2 separate regions of the Capra hircus genome follow, and region 1 is linked to region 2. Evidence: chromatin contacts called from public Hi-C data. All regions are on one chromosome and are shown on one strand. The core of a region is the stretch at or near the end of the contact, and the rest is flanking DNA. Distances in the headings are between cores, read along the strand shown. Region 1 overlaps AKR1A1 (alcohol dehydrogenase [NADP(+)]). Region 2 holds the start of PRDX1 (peroxiredoxin-1).

The links. A called contact is a pair of places that touch in the nucleus more often than the background predicts.
Region 1: a Hi-C map of blood shows a contact between it and region 2, with 5 times the contacts expected there. The contact joins the enhancer-like site here to the promoter of PRDX1 in region 2. A contact is called at or near these places in 4 of 5 Hi-C or Micro-C datasets (blood and liver).

What each region holds. Positions count from the first base shown.
Region 1 is chr3:20,263,337-20,268,911 of ARS1.2, forward strand. It overlaps AKR1A1 (alcohol dehydrogenase [NADP(+)]), which reads left to right. Exons shown (of 9, transcript XM_018043621.1): 2 at 1,980-2,067; 3 at 5,059-5,178; 4 at 5,350-5,501. The coding sequence starts at 1,984. Among named protein-coding and RNA genes, the nearest start is that of AKR1A1, 5.3 kb to the left of the region's middle. Within about 2 kb of position 1,300, at least 1 of the 5 cell types and tissues checked has an H3K27ac peak or open chromatin away from gene starts, as enhancers often do.
Region 2 is chr3:20,217,574-20,223,506 of ARS1.2, forward strand. PRDX1 (peroxiredoxin-1) reads right to left here and starts at 3,223. Exons shown (of 6, transcript XM_005678534.3): 1 at 3,095-3,223; 2 at 1,331-1,447. The coding sequence starts at 1,436.

The DNA of each region.
Region 1 (5,575 bases), core at 50-2,549, 44 kb after region 2:
TGCTGCTAAGTCGCTTCAGTCGTGTCCAACTCTGTGTGACCCCATAGACAGCAGCCCACCAGGCTCCGCCGTCCCTGGGATTCTCCAGGCAAAAACAGTGGAGTGGGTTGCCATTTCCTTCTCCAATGCATGAAAGTGAAAAGTCAAAGTGATGTCGCTCAGTCGTGTCTGACCCTCAGCGACCCCATGGACTGCAGCCCACCAGGCTCCTCTGTCCATGGGATTTTCCAGGCAAGAGTACTGGAGTGGGGTGCCATTGCCTTCTCCGAACCCTGAGGCACACCAGGATTTTTTGTGGGGGAAGGTGGCAGAGAGGGAAGGCCTATGCAGCCAGGGAACACTCATGTGAAGACTGCTGCTTCTTCCTGTGTTTTCAAGTTTCTTGCATCCTGGCAGCAACTATAGAGCACTTCTCTGAGAAGGGAAGACTAAGCCCCAGAGAGGAGGAACCTAGGCACTGACCTGGGATTAATAAAACCTGAGTCCTGATACTGCCCTCACCCGCCCCCCTATACACTCAGCTTCTCTTTCTTTCCCACCTTGAACCTCTCCCAAAATAACATGGGGGTGTCTGAATGCTGCTAGAGGTCCAGCTAGGCAGATGCTGACAAGCTCAGAGCCTTTTAACACAGGGCTAGGCTGAAAGGCTGATGCCCAGGCAGAAGATAAGGAAGTCAGGAGCTGGCAGAGGATGACTTCCTGTCCTCTGACAGAGAAGCACATCTATCTTCTGCCTTCCATCTGTCCTTTGGAGCGTTTGTTCTTTGAAGATCTGTGTTTACTGTTTCTACCTCTGATCCCTGCCCCCCAAGCCTTAGCCTTTTTGGTTTTCAGTTTCACCTGCAAAAGAAAGGGGAGAGGCAAGCTTCAGGTTTCTTCTTCCTTTTCCCCCAGACCAGGTTTTTGTTCACACTCTCAGCCTAGGTGTAATTTCAGAGCCAACCCTTGTGTTCTGAGAAATCTGGCAGAGGCCAAGAGGCCGCAGGTTGAAGATCAAGCCCAGGAAACCAGCCACAGTCCCTGGTAGCAGCTGGCAAGCTAGTTCCTCCTGTGAAGTACAGACATGTTTGCCTGATCCTGGATAGTTTGTGTCCCTGAGAAGTTTGGTAACAGAGAGTATTGCCCTCAGTGGTCCATGGTTTGCTGCCCAAATTGAACTGTTTTTATTTTAGCAGAAAGAGTGGTCTCCAAAAGGGGTGTGTGGGTGTGTGTGTGGGTGGGGGTGTGTGTGTGTGTGTGTGTGTGGTGTGTGTGTGTGTGTGTGTGTGTGTGTGTGTGCGCGCGCGCGCGCGCATGCGTGCGTGCTTAGTCAGGTCTGGCTCTGCTACCCCGTAGACTGTAGCCCCCCAGGCTCCTCTATCCATGGAATTTTCCAGGAAAGAATACTGGAATGGTTTGCCATTTCCTACTCCAGGGGATTTTCCTGACCCAGGGATCAAACCTGCAGTTCTTTTTTAATCTAAAAACTAAGATACTTCCCTTATAAGAGCCCACTCGGCCTCGTAGCACGGCTGCTCAGACCTCTGTGAGAGGCACTCAGTCTCTGTAGTGCTAACAGTCTCCTGGAACGTTCATCTCATCCTTCGATTCTGTCTGTCACCTGGTCTCCCTTTGTCTCATAAAGGCCTTTGCTTACTTACACTGCCTGAGACCTCATGTAGTCAAGGTTGAGTACTTCTGGGGAGCCACCTCGCCTTTCTTTTTAGGTTTAAGAGCTCTTTAACCAGACCCTTAGCCTGGTGAAAGGAAGGGCAGCCAGACTGGTGGTCCTGTTAGTGTTTGTCTGGGAGTTACTGGCTTTGGTTGGTTCTGGGCGCCCTGTCTCAGCTGCCTTTGCTCCCAGGCATATACACATGACCCAGTATCTGTTCTCTTGTCATCTCTGTGCCCCCTTCCTCCCATGTTTTACAGGAGGCTTGACCAGTCTCCCCAACAGCAACACTGACCCTCACACCATTTTCTTCCTTCTGTGTTTCAAGGACAATGGCGGCTTCCTGTATCCTCCTACATACTGGGCAGAAGATGCCCCTGATTGGACTGGGCACCTGGAAGAGCGACCCTGGCCAGGTGAGGGATGGGGGCAGAAGAAGGGGGTTCTTGCCCCTCTTCTAGGGAAAAGGCACTATTTGGGAGAGGGTCCTTGTGTTTTCTCTATCACCCCCATTCCTATACTTCACATTTGATAGTGATAAGCCTGGAGGGCGGTGGGAAGAAACAAGGGAAGAAGGGACCCATAATGAGCTCTAGGCTTCCCCAACTGATCCAGAGCAGTGGTTAAGGGACCCAGCAGGGCCTCAAGCATAGGAAGCAGCCCGTTCCCTGATGATCTGCACTGAGTGCTGTGGAGATGTGGGACTCCTTTGTGCCTGACATTGGGCTGACCCCTGAGGTACCATTTATCACCCTGTGCTGTGATCGTGTCTTCCGTTGCACATTTGGTTCCTTACACACAGCAGGTTGTTGTTATTCAGTTGCTGAGTCCTGGTCAACTCTTTGCAACCTCTTGGACTGCAGCATGCCAGGCTTTCCTGTCCTTCACCATCTCCTTGAGCTTGCTCAGACTCATGGCCATTGAGTCGGTGATGCCATCCAACCATCTCATCCTCTGTCATCACCTTCTCCTCCTGCCATCCCAGTATCAGGGTCTTTTCCAATGAGTCGACTCTTTGCATCACGTGGCCAAATTACCTGAACTTCAGCCTCAGCATCAGTCCCTCCAATGAGTATTCAGGATTGATTTCCTTTAGAATTGACTGATTTGGTCTCCTTGCAGCCCAAGAGACTCTCAGGAGTCTTCTCCAACACCACAGTTCAAAAGCATCAATTCTTCAGTGTTCAGCCTTCTTTATGGTCCGACTCACATCCATACATGACTACTGAAAAAGCCATAGCTTTGACTAGACAGACCTTTGTTGGCAAACTAATGTCTCTGCTTTTTAGTACACTGTCTAGGTTGTCATAGCTGTTCTTCCAAGGAGCAAGCGTCTTTTAATTTCATGGCTGCAATCACCATCTGCAGTGATTTTAGAGCCCAAGAAAATAAATTCTGTCACTGTTTCCATTGTTTCCCCGTCTATTTGCCATGAAGTGATGAGACTGAATGCCATGATCTTAGTTTTCGGAATGTTGAGTTTTAAGCCAGCTTTTTCACTCTCCTCTTTCACCTTCATCAAGAAGCTCTTTAGTTCCTCTTCGCTTTCTGCCCTAAGGATGGTGTCATCTGCACTATTGATATTTCTCCTGGCAATCTGGATTCCAGCTTGTGCTTCACCCAGCTGGGCATTTTGCATGATGTACTCTGCATATAAGTTAAATAAGCACAGTGGCAATATGCAGCCTGATACAGGGTGACAATATATAGCCAGATACGCACAGCAGTATCAGGGTTTAAAGAACAACTCAGTCAACTGTTTATACCAAAGGTCAGCAGACTGTTTCTTAAAGGACGAGGTAGTTAATAATTTAGATTTTGTCAGACAACTTGCAAAATGCAGGTGGTTATGTACTTATATAACTATTTAAAAATATAAAACTTGTTCTTAGCTCAAGGGCTGAAAAAAAAACAAAAGGCAGCTGCTAGCTGAACTTTAGTAACCCTGGTATAGACCTTCCAGCCCAGGGGGGCCTGGGAATGAAAACTTGCTTTCCTAGATGGACACAGGTAGAGACTCAGCTGCCACCTGTGGTGGAGCAGCTCCCACCTGGGTGTCCCTTGTTCTTGGAATCTGAGTCAGAGTTGAGAGAAGTTTGGGAGGAACTCTGACAGGGATAGTGGCCTCTTTTGTCTGGGATTTAGGCTGGGATTGGTGGCGTGGTTGAATGAACCCTGTCTGCCTTTTCTCCCTTTGCTTTCCTTCCTACAGCTGCCTAGAGTCTGGTGCTGTAGGCAGACACTGACACTGCCTGTGACAAGCCCAGGAGCTAGATGAAGGCTGAGGGTGGAGGCCAGAGCCAGGGCCAAGATGGGGTCAGGGATGGAGGAGTGGGAAATGGGATGGAGCAGCGTCGGTGATAAGGGCACATGTCTGGATAGTAACTGCACCTAAATGGGGATCTTGAGTTGCAGGGGGCCTAACGCCCTTGGATCTGCTCCTAATGCCATGTTTCTAGTCTGGTTTTTAACAGATTGACTGACCCATCAACCTCCTTGGTGCCTGCTTTATTCTCTTCTGGTGGGGGACTCTGGGCCCAGCTTCCATCTCACTTTTCCACCTTCCTTAGTTTTCTCTTCTCCCTCCCTCACCTCTTCTGCTTGTCTGAGCCATGGTCTACATGGCTTCCCCTTTAAATATGTACATATTTTTAAAATGGAATTTAGCTTTATATATATATGTGATTTTTTAATTTACATTTTCTGGGCTGCACTGGGTCTTTGCTGCGCACAGACTGTCTCTAGCTGCAGCGCAGTGAGCGGGGACTGCTCTCTAGTTATGGTGCATGGGCTTCTCATTGCAGTGGCTTCTCTTATTGTGCAGCATGGGCTCTAGTCTCCCCAGCTCAGTAGCTGCAATGCACAGGCTTAGTTGCTCCGTGGCATGTAGAATCTTCCTGGACCAGGGGTGGAACCCATGTCCCCTGCTTTGGCAGGTGGATTCTTAACCACTGGACCACCAGGGAAGTCGCCCATGACTTCTAAGCATCTGTCTCCATGTGGCCTTGCTCTAGGAACTACTTACCTGTGTATCACATTTTCCTAACTAGCTCCTCAGGGTTGGGACCTATCTCCATGACTATACTTCTGCTTTCTGTCCTATCAATGTGTCCATCCGTCTTCTGAGCATCTAGCAGGGAGCATATTGTTAGTTTTTGTTGGGCCCTGCTGAGATCGCTTGGATAGGAAGGAACCTTGGAAGTTAGTGGGGGGGAGGAAGAAGGGTTTGGGGTCTCCACAGAGACTTCTGGTCCCCAAGACTGGAGCCATCTTCTATCTTCTCACTTCCATTGTGTGGATGACTACAGTGGTAAATTCCTGCCCCCTCCCCCCATCAGTGACCCTCAGGAGGGCAGTTTCTGGTCCAGACCAACAACGTTAAAACTTTTGCTTTTCTCACCTGGCAGGTTAAAGCAGCTATTAAGTATGCCCTCAGTGTAGGCTACCGCCACATTGACTGCGCTGCTATCTATGGCAATGAGACTGAAATCGGGGAAGCCCTGAAGGAGAATGTGGGACCTGGCAAGGTGAGGACTGGGGCTACAGAGAGGTGGGGTGAGAAGACTCAGAGGCTGGGGCTAAGGGCTGACTAGAGGGATCTGGCATCAGCTTCCTTCTAATTCTTCTCCCAAAGGTGAGGATGGGCAAGACTGGGTGCCCTTGGCTGTTCTCACTGTGGACTCTGTCCCCTGTCCCAGTTGGTGCCTCGGGAGGAGCTCTTTGTGACTTCCAAGCTGTGGAACACAAAGCACCACCCCGAGGATGTGGAGCCCGCCCTGCGGAAGACACTTGCTGACCTGCAGCTGGAGTATCTGGACCTGTACCTGATGCACTGGCCTTACGCCTTTGAGTGAGCCTTGCCAGGGTCTTCATCTAGGAATTGGGCTGGGGGAGTCGTGTTAGTAACTTTTTGTAAGTTATAGG
Region 2 (5,933 bases), core at 1,973-4,472:
TTCTGTGAAGAAAAGAAAAAACAAGGATGCAATCATCTACTGCCAATACTCATATAATCAGTGCCCAGAAAGAGCTGAATTGCTGGATTCTCTGCCACAAGGCAACAAGACCAACAAGAGAAAGTCAGAGCCTTTGCTATTCTTCCACAGTGAACCACAGTTAACGTGATAGGTAAGGTCTAAGTGATACCTAAATCACCACAAACATGGTTCAAATAAGTCTGATAGGATGCACAAGCAAGGAAAAAATTTCTGAGACAAAGGTCCCAAAATTCTCCTGGTAGGTAATAGGATTTCTAGTTGGAATTTTATTGAAGTCATTCTGATTACCAACTGAAGTAGATCTTCAACCTGTCAAGCAGTCTCTCACCAACAATTCCAAATATTCACATTTCCAGATACCAGCAATGTTTCAAAATCAAAATATGCTGGTCCTTCTGACATTCACTTCAACCTTCCCCCAGGGTTTTGCTAACAAGCTTCAGCAGGTCAAGCCCAGGAGGGCACAGAGCAACTCTTCCTAAACCTCATGCCTTTACCCTTGGGCCAGGGTCACCTCCCTATGGTACTACTTACTTTGTTTGCCAGGAGGAGCTTTCCTCCATAGGGCCCCACTTATCTGCTCTCATTCCAACCAGTATGTGGAATTTGTTAAGAAATCTAGTCATAGGTTTTACCCAAAAGCTAACTCTATGAACTGCTATATCACCAAGAAAGGTATACTTGACGCCTGAGTCCTTAAGTTTAAATTCTAGGAAATCCGTATTTTGAACTGTCCCAGAATACCTTGCTATTCTAGGACAGTAAAGTAAAAAGATCCTCATTAGTATTTGCCTGGTTTCTACATGAAACTACTTAACAGAAAGGAGAGTTGTTCCAATTGTGACATCAATTTTTCTCTGGGGGTAAAATGTCAAGGGAACATGCCTAAACCCTCAATCGTGACACACATTTTGTAAACTGAACAGTTTCACAGCTCCAAAGACGAGCTCTGAGACTTTAAATTGTCCAAGGCTTTAAACTGTAACAAGATAATGAGTGTATCTCCAGTAAAATAACTGAGGAGCAATATTGGGAAGATAATTGAGATATTATGTCCAGATATAATGAAGTAGGCACATGCCTTCTCCAGAAGTAGTTTGGACTTGGAGATCTACCCTATGTTCACTGATGATAATCACCACTTTCAATAGGAAGGCAACAGCCTCTTATCCTAAAGACAAATGAGATGTAAAAATCATTTTACACTCAAACATGACAAGAGATAGAGTGAACAAGCCCTCCCTAGACTGTAATATAATTTCATATTAATGAACTTAATTACTCTTACCTTTGTAGTCAGCTAGGCTGATATCCTTGAACTGACCATCTGGCATAACAGCTGTTGCTTTGAACTGGGGGGCACGGTGCCCAATTTTGGCATTTCCTGAAGACATATTGCTATCAGCTGGAAAAGATGAGAAAGTGGATTAGAAACAAGTCTTACTTTTCTAGATAACAACCTTCATCTATTTAAGAGACTAAGCTGTAGAAATTGTCCAGTGGTCTTGAATATACACATAAACTTTTATAACAGTAAGAAGCATGAACTGAGCTTTCCAACTTTTCAAACAAAAATATTACACATCTCTGAATCTCACCTCTGTTTTCACTTTTGAGGGGAGGGACTGTTCATTTGAGATCTTTAAATTTTTATTGGAATATAGTTGATTTACAATGTTGTTTTCATTTTAAAATGGGAATTTCTTTATAAACTGAACTCTTCCTGTTCCTGAACCATCATCAGTACAATTGCATTTTCCTGTGTACGTTTATTATACAGGTGTACAAACAGAAGAGGGTGGAAACTCTCAAACCTGGGCCCAAAGGTGCAATGCCATAAACACTAAGCATCCAAGCCTCAGAAGCTGCCATGATGCCCTTTCCCTGGACTGCACCTCCATCTGCCTTCAGAACGTGGGAAGCACACGTTCTTTCTCTGGGTAGATTTTCCAAGACACACACCCTAAAGCCAATCCAATTTTTTAAGAGGCCAAGTCCAAGATTATGGCATCTCTCAATTTCAAAATTCTAAGTGTTGTGTTTAAAGCCCAGAAGTCCTTTCAAAAGTGAGTTTACTGAGGGACCAAGATCCTGGAAAAATGGTTAGAACAAGAGTCAATTTATTGCCAAAAAGCAATGTAACACTGGATTTACCCGGGTCAAGAACACGGTAAGATTTAACCCAGTAAGTCATCAGTTTGATAATCCCAAGAAGCTAACTTTTCAAGTCCCAAAATTCTTGGTTCATAATACTACAGCCAAAAGAAAGATTGAACATCGACTGTGACAATTTTTTTTTAACCGCTTAACACCTATAACAGCAAACCAAAAAACCCAACCAAACACAGGTGACCCTAATATACATGTCCTCCTTATTCAAACCTTTTCCAAGGGATCCCTACGTCCACTAAAGCACGACCAAGAGCGGGAGGCGGGGAAGCTGGAGTTCCACCGGGTGTGTCCCCTTCAGGAAATCGCCCCTTGAAGGTCCCTCGTGAAAGCCACTCCGCCAAAACCCACTTCTTGTACCCTCCTGCCACTCCCATCATCACCCCCACCCTAGCATCTCAGAAAGCTCCAGAAGAGTGCTCAGTCTTCACCGAGGACATTTAGAATCACTACAAACCCCATTCTGCAGGTGGAAAAATAAAGACGGAGAACGGAATCTTAGTAACTTTCCACACTTGAAGACCGGGAACAACCTCTCCTTCTACTACACGATCGACGGATAGCTCTCAGTTCCTGATCAGTTTACAGATTCACTCGAGAAGTTTCCCTTACCCGCCCGTCAGGAGACTCCATCACCACCAACCCGCCCAGACGCCACGCCAAGCCAATCAGCGCTTTCTGCTTGTATTGCTGGGGGTAGGGGAGACTCAAGCTGCCGTTAGCCTCGGGTTTCAACCTCGTCCCCGCACCCAAAGGAGCCCCACACGAGGGTCGCTTCGCCTGGCCGCCTTCTTTGTCCGAGGAGCCCAGCTGAGTTCAGCGGGCCCCGAGGAGAAGACGGGAAAGGTGACGGGCGGGGCGGGGGCGCGGCCCTCATACTCACCAGTTCCAGAGAAACAGGACCGATACCAGCGAGGAAGAAGACGCGCGAGGCGTGCGCGGGGCGCTGCCTTTATAGCCTGTAAGGCTCTCGCGAGAGTCAGGGAGGGCCGGGGGTGCAGGCGGGGGAATGGGGAGGGGGATATGGCCAGCACACCGCCGGGACCCGACGTGCCCTGCTAGGATGACTCAGCTCTTTCCCTTGCTGGGGGCGGGCTCCCGCCCTTAGAGTACCAGTCCCCCTCCCCGCCGGCGACGGTTGAGGTCTGAGTTTGAGGCGCTCTTTCAGTCCTTTCAGAACACGAACGCCTCCTCCTTGTTCGTAAGGCCCAAACCAGGGTACGGGCACTCGCTGCTGCTCACGGAAGACTACGTCTAACCAAACCCTGAGGAGAACGATCTCTTCAAGTATTTCTGAAATATTCCGCCCCTGTTTCCGCAGCCTCTGCTCTAGTACTGATCCTCCGTGTGTGTGTGTGTGTGTGTGTGTGTGTTAGTCGCTCAGTCGTGCCCGACTCTTTGCGACCCCATGGACTGCAATCCACCAGGTTCCTCTGTCCATGAGATTTTCCAGGCAAGGATACTGGAGTGGGTTGCCATTTCCTTCTCCAGGGACTGATCCTCCGTAACCCTCATTATTTAGACAGCCTCACTTATTGTTCTTCCTTAAAACAGGGTTGTTGCATTCCAGCTCCCCTGCATGAGTTCCTTTCCCATTCACTCCACTGCGGCTGCAGGAAATCTTTCTGAAATTTGATCTCATTCATTCATCGCTCTGATTTGTGGTTCATAGAAACTGGAGCTCTGTCTTCCTGGGTTAAAACTCTTGTTATTTTATGTGTGGCCTTAAGGCAAGAGTCTTAATCAATCAGCCTTAACTTTTCTCGCCTGTAGAATGGGAATACTATGAATTCTTTGTTGAGATCATCTCTAGCTTATTTAGCAATTCTCACACATGAAAGTGTTAGCTGTTGTTATTAGTGTAACTCATCTTGCTCCTCTGTTGTAACTCCCAGGACAGAGAGTAACTGCTTGAAACCTCAGGCTTTTGTTCGAACGTGCAGAACCTGTTCTCTCCTATTTGGCCTGCAGAAAACGTGTCAGCTGAGGCATTACCTTCTGGTGAAACTCTTCTGACTTTCACTGATCCTCAGAATTCATTCCATCCTTTCTGCTCAAACAGTAGCCTGCTTGGTCACAACCATCTCTGCGCCCTCAAGTCACAACATAGCTTCGGCTATAAAATAAAGAGTATTGAATGCATATGTTAGGTAGTTAGAATAGGAAACAGGAGTCCAGAATGGCTGTGGCTAAAAGACAAGGAAGGGAAAAGCCCGCGAAAATAGAACAAAGGAAGGTTGAGGACTGGAATGAGGACCTCAGGTGGAACAAACAGCACTCCAGGCTAGCCCAGTTTACATAGGGCAGGCCCAGGGGGAGGAAAAAACATAACACATAGTACTGTGTTCCCCTTTCTGCCCACAGCCCCCACTACTTTATCTCCTTTGGAGCTTATAGCAGAATAAAAAGTAGGGAAGTGCTGTGTCATTCTGATTGAGCATCTCAAAAATTTTTTCGCATTTATCATCCTGCCGCACAACAGTAGTGATTTTTTTTCCCTTTTTTTCCCTCTCTGCTTGAGATGAACAGTTATTTGGCCATTACTCATGTCCTTCTTTTTTTCTTTTTAATTGGTCATAGCCATCCATTACTGTGCTCAATCAAATTTTATTGTTTTTTTAATATCTATAATATTTTCCTTTATTTATTTATTTTTAGTTGTGCTGGGTCTTCGGCACTGTACCTGCTTTCTTTACTTGCTCTGGGGAAGGGGGTTGCTATGCTTTGTTGTGGTGAATGGGATTTTTATTGAGTTGGTTTCTCATGTTGCAAGCACAGACTCTAGGCATGCAGAGCTCAGTAGTTACTGGCCCAATGGGCTCAGTTGCGTTTTAGCATGTGTGATCTTCCTACACCAGGGAAGATCCGTAATTGAATCCATGTCGCCTGCATTGGCAGGCAGACTCTTATTTACTGCACCACCAAGGAAGCCCCTCATTTACTTCTTGAGGGTTCAGGGGAAAAAAGACATTCAGAGTTTAGTGTTTTTGTGTAATCAGTCACTCAGTCCTGTCCCACTCTTTTGCGACCCCATGGACTGTAGCCCACCAGGCTCTTCTGTCCATTCTTTTGTCCAAGGGAATTTCTCAAGCAAGAATACTAGAGTGGGTTGCCGTTTCCTTCTCCGGGGGATCTTCCTGACTCAGGGATCAAACTTGCGAATCCTGCATTAGCCTCAGAGCTTAATAGTGGATGGTTATTGCTGTTAAACCAACAACACACAGTCCTACTTCACCCAGAAGAAAATTGCCATTTATTGTATCTACCATGTGTCAGGCCCTGGGCTGGGCACTTGAGTTTGTCTTATTTAAGAACCAAGAGTTATCCTGGCCCAGGGAAATATTAATATCCAGTTCTTGTGGGAATATAAAAAAAAGAAATAGGACAGTTCTAACAAGAGAAGAAATCTATTGAATGCATGTGTAGAGTCTCTTTCCACAAAGAACTGTAAACATTTTGGAAATGGGGGCAGGAGAACTTTATCCTTCTATGGGACCTCTGTCCTCCCTGTTCACCAGTAGTTCTGGGAAGGATTTTATGTTTTATTTATATTTGTAGTACCAGAACCCATCATGCTAACTGGCCTAGGAGATGTGCTTAATTAATTTTGGAAGGCACTACAGATTTTTGAGATGTGGAGTTGACTTACTTGAACTACATTTTAAGATGATGATTCTAGCACCTGTGTGATAGATAAACATAGTGACTAGGAGACAAGAGAC